Linked DNA regions of Acanthopagrus latus: all the other regions are linked to region 2. The links are chromatin contacts, called in public Hi-C maps. All regions are on one chromosome and are shown on one strand. The core of a region is the stretch at or near the end of the contact, and the rest is flanking DNA. Distances in the headings are between cores, read along the strand shown. Region 1 holds the start of tent5aa (terminal nucleotidyltransferase 5A). Region 2 holds the start of bckdhb (2-oxoisovalerate dehydrogenase subunit beta, mitochondrial). Region 3 holds the start of dop1a (protein dopey-1).

Region 1 (3,320 bases), core at 350-2,849, 130 kb before region 2:
CCCGGAGACGAGCGCCGTGAAGATCTGCTTCACGAGAGGCAGGAGAAAAGAGTCTCCCCCACATACATTAGAGTCTCAAGTCAGGAAATACTGGTCTGTGTTGTTTTTTTTTCTTTCCATATTTAAAGCTGCTGCCATTCTTGAGACCTCACCATCACCAGGAGGAGGAGGAGGAGGGGGAGGAGGAGGGGGAGGAGGTGTGTATTGTTTTCAGACTCTCACCAACATTTAATTCTCTGACAACCTAATCTCACTGTCTTTCACAACCAATGAATCACCCGTGTCACGGTGGGTAATGAGGTGACGAGTGGTATTTACACAAAACAACTCATCAGCGGCGCTCTGTTCTGGAGGTGCACCATATGCATCCACCTCCTGTTGGCCTGTGACAGCTGCTTTGATTTAGCCTCGCGCCGTGGACCGGCGGAGGATAACCGGGTCCAATCCACAGCAACCGTCTCTTCCCCACACCTGGGAAACACATCGACGGGGGCTGCTCCCGGTCCATTGTAACTGACTAATAGTTCCACGTATATTTCCAGATGTGGGATTCGGTTTCAGGGACCTGCGATCAACCTGTCTGACACGCGCCAAAGCAAAGCGTGAAAACAAAAGTTACATTTAAGAAACGAAGTGAGGGCGAATTCTTCTAAATCGCAACGCCATGCGGCAAAACGACCCTCTTCCTGCCTGAGCTCTTCATTTGCAGTTTATTTTGCTGTCTGTAAGAGCTGCAGGCGTGTGATTTACACTCGGATATTAGAGGCCATGTGTGTGTGTGTGTGTGTGTGTGTGTCCGGTGACGCTGTGCAGGGGCAGAGCTCCTGTGTGGGCCTCCGAGTTAATGTAATGCAATGGAGTAAATGGGATAATCAGGGTTTAGGTACAGATCTGGGTGGCTGCAGTGACGCAGGGCTTTACGCCGCCTAATGGAGCAACCGTGACAGCTGCCACACCTTGACCCCCACGCCTCCATCCTGCCCCCTCACTGACCCTGACACATGCTGCCTGGAGCAGGGACGACTGCCCGGCGCCCACAGTGGACTTCTGACTTCTTGATAGAAAAACTGAATTGAAGGACACAATTGTCTCGTTAAAAAAACCTTAACAGGTGTGTGTGTGTGTGTGTGTGTGTGTGTGTGTGTGTGTTTTTCCAAGCTCAGAGTCGACAGAAGTTGTTAGAAGCTGAGGGTAGCTTATCAGCGAGGGCCGGCAGAGCTTTACCCTGAAGGTGTTAGTGGTCTGGGGGTAACAGACTTACTGGATTCCACAGACAATGTTTCCTGTCTGCTTTAAACAGCAAAAGTACATCTTCAATGGCTATTTCGGCGCATGTTTAAAGTTTATATTTTCTTGGGGCCTTTTTTTTGTTTTGTTTTTTAAAGGAAATAGTCCCTGAACTGGCCCACAGAGGGCGACATCCAGCCAGCTTTATATGCAGATGAATCGCTCAGACTGGAGCAAAACTTTTATATTCCATGACATTCATGTCTTTTCCCCTCTCATGATATTTATCTGTAGGAGGGTCTGACCTTCAATATGTCGTAATTTATAAACGAATTCATACGCACTGATTATCATTTGGAGCAGAAATGGTTTAATGCTTTTTTTTTTTTTTTTTTTTTTTTTTTGGAACGAGCTGATCAAGGTCTTCGTTATGAATATATCATGAATGCAGTCCGGGGAGCTACTTCACCAGAGTCTTACAGTGTTGAGCATGTTGAGAAGGGTTTTTTTCTTTTTTCTTTTTTTCTTCACCGAGCAGCAGACTGTCAGAGGGGGGCGGAGTGAAGCGCAGCTGACATCTCCAGACTCCGGTCCTGACTGGTGCACAAGGACGCGGCGTGTCAAGTGGGCAGGTAACGGTTAACTTCGGCACAAGTGGGGGAAAAATATGTCGAACTAAACAAAAGTCGGGGGAGAGCGAGCTGGATTTCCTGAGCACATTCAAACTGTATTAACGGGATTATTTGTTGGCGAGAGGAGAGGCGAGAGAAAAAATTAAAAGATATGTAGGAGCCGTGCGTAAAAAAAAAAAAAAAATCCACAAGATTCCTCTGAGGGGGGGTTCGATCGTCGACTGGTGCCAAAGGAGTGCGACTCGAGGAGCAGCTTATTCATGCAAATTCATAAAATCATAGGCGTGCCTTTGAGCGATGGAGTCACAGCCGGAAAAGCAAACCCCCTCTTGGATCATCAGCGACCTTCAAAGACTGATGCGCAGCGCTCGGACGCACTGACGGCGGCACCGGGGCGAATGTTTTAAAAGGACGGAGGGAGAGAAAAGAGAGGAGAAAGTTCCGACTCGTTTTCTACACGCTTCCACACAACCACCAGCTCGACTGCTGCGCCACCGGACCTCCAACCACAGGCGTATTGCGCAAATCTGCGACTGTAAATCACTTTTCTGCCTCGGGGTCGTTTATATATATATATAAAAATATATTTTGATTTTGTTTTTGTTTATTTACAGTCAATTCGGACCACTTTTTTTTTCCTACAGAGAACCCTGCTCTGGATGAAGTTTTTGTCTCCCAACTATATCGAACGCGTAAAAGACGCGTCCACCGACCTGCTCCTACTTTGAGGAAGAAAGAAAAGAAAAGAAAACGTATTTATTTCGAATTTTTGAATTTTCCATTTTTTTGAGGACTTTTTTTTTCTGCACCATGTCAGAGGACGACAGTGGCTCCACCGCCAGCTGCGTGTCAGACACGGAGGGCAGCAACGTGAGCGTCCTCAGCTGGGAGCAAGTGCAGCGGCTGGACGCCATCCTGACGGAGACCATCCCGATCCACGGCCGGGGGAACTTCCCCACCCTGGAGATGCAGCCGCGGCAGATCGTCAAGGTGGTGCGGAGTCGGATGGAGGAGAAGCAGATCCACGTCCGGGACGTGCGGTTAAACGGCTCCGCGGCCAGCCACATTCTGCACGAGGACAGCGGACTGGGCTTTAAGGACCTTGACCTCATATTTTGCGCAGACATGAAAGGTGAAAGTGATTTCCAGACTGTGAAGGACATAGTGTTGGACTGTCTGCTGGACTTTTTACCCGACTGTGTGAATAAAGAGAAAATAACGCCGTTAACGTTAAAGGTACTTTGTTTTGAATTTGCTTTCCTCCTGCTGCTTCTTTTTGTTTAATCCCTGATGAGATTTAATTGCTTTGGTGCCAATTCGGCTTATGACCCATTATGTGAAGCTTAATGAACAATTAGATTAGTTCAGTGATAGTGATTTTCTTTTTTTTTTTTTGTAGTTAAGAGGATTGAGTTAAACCAATTTGGAGATGATACTGAGCTCAGCCACTCACATCTATGG
Region 2 (3,122 bases), core at 41-2,540:
ACCATTCAGTGCTTTCATTTCAACAAAATGTCAACCTCGTGGATAAACTTGTTCGGCATAATTGTCCACTAGCAGTAATGTGAAACAAAACGTTACAGTTTAAGTTTGAAACCTGCGTCATTTTCTACCTGGTAGTCAAGCCTACACGCAGCAGCAGCAATAACTAATCAAAACACAGTTTGGTGTTAGCTATGATTAACCAGGCTTACTCCTTACAAAGGGCAGCAGATATCAACATGGTTAGAAATCATCTGAGGCACTGTTAAAGACCCCCTCACTAGTCACTGTTTTGAATCTTGGCTGTTTTGATCCTCACTGAACACCGTTAAGTAAATGCAAAGTGTGACACTAGAATTAAGTTTTCACATTGATCAGCAGAAGGGGGAAAGTTTCTCTGTGCTCACCTTAAATCTCAGTTAATACAAGACCGTAACAGCTGGATTTTGTGACATCCCGGCTACTTTGGAGCCGGTCATGGTCCAATATGACACTAAAGCGCAGTATGGAAACTATGGACAAGCCTTCGATGTGCAGTGCATCGACTGGAGGTACATATATCAGAGAAATAGGAGACATTTTGTGCCAACTAGTTAGATTTTTAAATTGGACATTTAGAGTAAACATAACTTGTAGCTTCTTGGTTTTTTTTTGTTTTTTGTTTTTTGTTTTTTACAATGGGGGACTTTGAGAAGATGAAAAATACCCTAAATAGTGAAAGTCTAAATACTTTCTGGCGAAAAACATTTCGACACACATTATTATTACATTTTTTGTTATTCCAAGCACAGCATTTCAACATGTCCTCACTGTGTATCGAGGGGACCTTTAAATATTGAGGTACAAGACGTCCAACCTGCCCCGACTGTGCAGTTCAATGACTGACACAGGACAATGAATGGAAAGGTAACAAAGACTAAAAGTGGCTCATTTCTAATTACCGTAAGCTCTTGTCAATGTCTACTTCACAGCAAAACTATGGACACTTTCACTGCCTCACAAGTCTCTTCTGTGAACGCAGCTAACGTTAGCCGGCTAGCCCGCCACTCACCATATTGTGTCGGTACGGGGTCAGGCTGGAAGGTAAAGTGCGATGCATGTCTCCGTTGTGTCTTGACGCGGGAGTTGCAGCTCGGCGACAACTTCAGCAGAGTGACGCCAAACGAGCTCTGAGCCCCGGTGCCGATGCCGGAGATAGAAAGTTTCGAGTTTGCACCTCGGATCAGGAATCGTGCAGCAGCCGCCATCACTGTTGTTATGGCTGACCAGGAAGGGCAAGATGAATCATAGCGCCAAGATCGCCTATTAAAGAGAAGACAGCCTCATTCAGTTGAGAGGACCCTGGTCTTTGCTAGCCTATCCAGCTAAAGTCCCGTCCCACTACTGATACTCTGTTTCTAAATCAGTGTCCTAAATCAATTAACAGGCATTTTCGTTAATATTTCAGCAACTTTTATGTTTAATTTATTTCATGTGTTTGTGCTGAAGAAGTATGACTTCAGATACGTAGACAAACCCCACTCCATCTTGCAGAAAGTTTCAAAGGTAACATAGTGGGCTGGCTTGAGAAAGGAAAGGAACGTCGGCTCTCTGTGGTAACCGGGAATAGTGTCAGAGTGAGACCTCCTGTTTCTTTCTCTCCATGCCAACGTCCATGAGCAGAGCCAGGGTTGTGATTGGTTAAAAAGGAGGGCGGTGCGCCTGTTGGAGAGGTCTTGCCATCCCAGCCTAAAGTGGCCGTGAGAGTACGCTCAGTACGTACAGTCATGTAGCTAAATACTTTGTTTTCCTGCGATGGCGAAGGGATGACCTGTCCTACTTTATTTTATAGTGAAACAAATAATAAAGAATAATCAATGAATCAGAAGGTGTGCCAAACCTTTGACCGGGTCTGTACATAAACATTGTGCCTGCACTTCTGTTCAGTGATGGACAGATCCATCTTTACTAACTTGTGTAGGCTAACCCTTTAACTTTTCCTACAGTGCTTGATTGCCATGGATGGACAGCACTTGGATATACATCACAGGCCTACTTGAAGAGCTTTTAATATGTCATTTCACATGCAGATGTGATCAGTAGTTTAGGGCGCTAAAGATGGCTTTACAACCCCATATCTGTTTTTTTTAGTTCATGTTCCTCTGTTGCAAAAAGATAGCATAAAAATAAATAAATAATTGATAAAGTGGATTTTGCCACTATCACACACTTGAACACTCGTTTGTCTCAGTTTACCTTGTGGAAAACAGAAGTGTAACGATTAATAGGAAAACTATATTATATCAGGCATGGTATGACCAAAAGAAATGTTACTGATCAGGTGGATGATCATGGCTGCTTCTTGCATTCTGATACATTTAGTGAAAAGTGTTGATGCAGCTATAGTTAATTCAGACAAATATGTAAAGCAATACCATACACATATACTTATAGTTCTTCCAGTTTGACAGATTGGACAGGTGCTCATCAGTGATACTAAATGTAATAACATTTTAGAGAAAATATGTTATACTTTTCATCATCATATGAGACTTTGTCATAAAGTATATGACAAAAAAATCTCAGATAATTACACTGTTTAATGATCAATTTCTCTCAAGGCTAAAGGAGTACAATTAAAATCGTTAGATAGAATGGATTTGGGTTTGAGGTTGACCTCAAGAACCAGCTATTGAACGTCTAGGCTCGTCTGCAGCTAGAGCAAGAGCCTTCTGTAAGACACACTCAGGCCAGCTCTAATCTTTTAAGAGTTAGGAGAGTTCTGATCTGCATCACAGTCATCTGTCAGGCTCTTTCTGTTAGCCCTTCCTTGTCCTTACCTTCAGCAGTTTGTGATCTGAAGAAACAAACTGTCTGCTCACAGTCTTGAACCTCAGGAGAACAACCTCTCAGCACTTTGTAGTTGTGGGTCAGTTTTATGTTTTAAAACAAACTAAGAGTTGCCACCAATATGCAAATAGATGTAAGCCTTTAAAAAAACATGTCTGTTTATACCTGCATCCTAGAGTTTTCTATTGTTATCTATTTATGGTGCCTCTGATACTTGAAGAAGCTGAAGGACCTCATTCAGTCTGAAAGCTCTCTGATTTTCTCCGTTTTTCTCTCTCTGGGGTTTTGGGGTCACA
Region 3 (3,345 bases), core at 114-2,613, 220 kb before region 2:
TGCTTTCACTGATATAATGCAAGGATTTCTGCTGCTGGCGAACAGGGGAGGGAAGAGTCTGATGAGTCTGAGCATGCTACATAAACCAGCTTTGATTAAAAAGGCATAAACTCTGATAGAAAAGCTACATATGCTTCACTTTTATATGGAGTTTTTAAAAGTGTTGGCTGCCGTGAACGTGCCAAACAAGATGTGACCCAGTGACCTTTAGTCACAAGGAGTCCAAGGAGGGGTGTGAGAGGATCATGGGAGGAAGAGGAAAAGGCAAGGGACATTTTTGTAGTTTTTTCTATGAGGGACATTCTGATTGTCACAACAATAACAGGTGGAACTGACAAGATTAATGGTGACTCAATGTATGCGGTCATCCCAGGAAACCGTATCAGAGAGCCACCAAGCACAGTTCTATCCAGCCATGTCAGTAGTTACACCTGAGCCTGTCCCTGCTGTGACACGTCAAAATGTCTGCCGTGAAGCGTTGTCTTACAGCAGATAACGGAGTGAATGGACTCTTAAGAAGAAGTAACCCGCACACTCTCACATAAATACAAAAAAAAAAACAAGTGGCTGAGGCAGTGGTGTGCCTGAAAACTCAGGGAAATGTAAGGCTGACTGAGAGGCTAGCCTGTGCTAGCTCTGTTATGTTTGCTTCTCAAACAGACTCAAACGAATTTCAAGTCTGGCTGTGAAGTGTCAACAACCCAGTAACGGCGGAGCAGGTACGCACACCTGTCGTCCAAACATGGTGAGCGTTTTCACATGTAAACGTGCGGTGCTGAAAATTTCACAAAGGAAAAAAAAAATTACTACAAGCTTAACTTTAGCTGTGAAACACTCACTAAGTATTCTAGCTTCGGTAATAAGCGTGTTACTGCCGGGTGAGGGACTGTTACAGTAACGGTTCAGCTAACAGCTACCTAGTCACTAGCTAGGAAAGGTGATTTCCGCTAACATACACGCCACTGAGTATCGATTAAAATGTTAGCGCATATGAAAGCTTACCGTCAAAGGACACGGGCCAGCAACTGTCATTCAATCATGTGGCCGGTTCGCTCAGTAAAAACGGCTGACAGCGTCAATAATATGACTAGCGAGCTAGCTAGCGTTGGTAGCAGGGTGTTTAAATGATGGAGATGCAGGGCCCGGCTCCGATGTCACCCGTTCATATATACTGCAGGTCCCCTGACAGAAGACTTTGGAAGCAGACAATAGGTATCTATTTTCTACATACTCATGTTTCTCTTCGTAGTGTCCCGCAGCGTGTAAATAAACAGTGATGAGCGCATCGGCAGCTTCCAGTGCCAGAGATACAAAGCGAGACGATTGACAGCTCCCAGACTGCACTGCAGATCAGCTCTACGTCCAACCATAGCGTCCAACGGCTCAGGTCTTCCGCATGGACGTCTTCCGCCTCTCAGCTGAGTGAAGTCAACCGCACTTACTCCGAAAAAACCCGGAAATGATGTGCTGAGTCGAAATAAAAGCTTTCTAAATATTCTCCACTGACTTGACTTGAGTTATCCTGTATTTCCCCCATATTGACATGCATATTATTGTTCTTGGTATGTTAAATTACCCAGTGCTTTTTTTGTCAAAAATAATAACACCAATAAATAATTTAAACTCTGCAACATTCATTCATTTTATTCCAGTCTCTCCTGGATCTGGGCAAGGCTGGATGACCAGCTGGGTTGTGCAACCTCCCTGGGATCCCAAGGCAAACATTTTTAAATAATGTATTCTTAAACGGCATATTCCCAAATAAAAGAGTCCCAGAAGCAAATACTTGCACCTGTGAAACCAGTTCAATCAGACAGTGGGACAGAGTATTACAGCAGTGAAAGGCAAATACATATTTGGACGCACAAGTGGGATTAAACTTATAATAGCAAACACACAATTTAGTTGACCAGCATGATTCTAAAGGGGAATGTTTTGAAAAGTTATCTATTGTAAATACCCAAAACCATTGTTGGTAAAGTCTGTCTCATCATTGCTTTCTATCCACATGCTCAAACATGCAAGATACCTGCCTCCACTTAAAGACAGTGTAAGTCACATCCTTAACTAAAGTACTGTTTACCCTCTAAAACATACACATTAAAATAAAATATGTTAATACAGGTGGTCAAAGACAAATCACAATGCATTGGCGCTAAAAGCATTTCATATTATTTTGAAATATCTGACCGGATGTTCTTCTCCTTCTACGTTGTCTTTGACAGCACCGGTATTGTCACGCTGCAGACTAGTTCAGCCTCTTGTGTCTACCAAATGAGATAGACGTGCCTTATGGTTGTCTTATTTTGGATGTAATGTTACTATCTGCAGTCACCCAGTCATAGTTTTGATTATTGTGCTGTTCATTTCTTTTTTCCGTTCTGTCTGAATCCTGCGCTGCCTGAATGTCAGACTTGGAGATGCCAGCTAAAACACATGGAGTTGGAGTCTTCTTAGAGCTGAGGAAGAGACTCCAGACTGGACTTCTCATTGTTGGGTAATTGTTCTGAAAAATGAGCGCGATAACTTAATAGTTACAGTTATTACAGCCATTTAACATGTTTGGATTTGCTAGCAAGGCAAGCTAGCTAACTTAGCATAGATAGCTATCGTCAGCTATGCCGTTAAATGTGTCTCTGTTGTTTCAGTGAACCATTCAACGACATTTATAAAAACTCACATTTATTGTACAAGAATGTGTCAGGAAACAAGCTTGGGACTATCTTTCTCTGGACTAAATAAGGCACTGAGAAGACGCCTGTTATTCTTCTGTTTGTTGTCGGTCGTGTAACACACATAATTATTAATTTTTGACAAGTACCTTATCCTCAGAGATTCCTTTCATTACACTACACAAATAGTCCATTAGTAAAGACACTGTTGTGGAAGATCTGTCTCTACCTTCATTCTTAAAAACGGGCATTTTGAGTGATGCTGCAGTGTTTCACGAGCGTGTCACAAATGTAAAAGAAAGGCTACGTTACAAATACAACCTGGGCCTGGCTGTGATTGACTTTGCTTTTCAGAAAACGGGACAGTTTCTGTGCGCTTGACTCGAGTATTTCAAATTAGTTACCTCGTTCCCTTTATACGTAAGGAAAATATCTTTTACACTCTACTGTATTTATTCGACAGAGTTACTAGTCACTTTTCAGATTGGAGTTTAACAGCAAAGCATAAGATCATGTCACAACGTGTAAAATGATGATATAACATTGACAATATGGCATCTTTTATCTTTGACACATTAGGATGACCTACATTTTTTTTGCTGATACTTTGATAGTTTTAATTTTGAAATTTGCAGGCGTTGTACTTGTGTAATTCAAAAGTGCAATATAAGGA

The links. A called contact is a pair of places that touch in the nucleus more often than the background predicts.
Region 1: a contact with region 2 is called in a Hi-C map of muscle, with 5 times the contacts expected there. The contact joins the promoter of tent5aa here to the promoter of bckdhb in region 2. A contact is called at or near these places in 4 of 4 Hi-C or Micro-C datasets (liver and muscle).
Region 3: a Hi-C map of muscle shows a contact between it and region 2, with 2.3 times the contacts expected there. The contact joins the promoter of dop1a here to the promoter of bckdhb in region 2. A contact is called at or near these places in 3 of 4 Hi-C or Micro-C datasets (liver and muscle).

Annotation. Positions count from the first base shown.
Region 1 is chr17:7,653,839-7,657,158 of fAcaLat1.1, forward strand. tent5aa (terminal nucleotidyltransferase 5A) reads left to right here and starts at 1,600. Exons shown (of 3, transcript XM_037075803.1): 1 at 1,600-1,859; 2 at 2,504-3,095. The coding sequence starts at 2,670.
Region 2 is chr17:7,786,335-7,789,456 of fAcaLat1.1, forward strand. It overlaps bckdhb (2-oxoisovalerate dehydrogenase subunit beta, mitochondrial), which reads right to left and starts at 1,291. Exons shown (of 11, transcript XM_037074793.1): 1 at 1,049-1,291. The coding sequence starts at 1,244.
Region 3 is chr17:7,564,391-7,567,735 of fAcaLat1.1, forward strand. It overlaps dop1a (protein dopey-1), which reads right to left and starts at 1,364. Exons shown (of 38, transcript XM_037074074.1): 1 at 1,232-1,364. It overlaps ube3d (E3 ubiquitin-protein ligase E3D), which reads left to right and starts at 2,209. Exons shown (of 10, transcript XM_037075635.1): 1 at 2,209-2,497. The coding sequence starts at 2,406. It overlaps LOC119005937 (a long non-coding RNA gene), which reads left to right and starts at 349. Exons shown (of 2, transcript XR_005070622.1): 1 at 349-745; 2 at 1,250-1,497.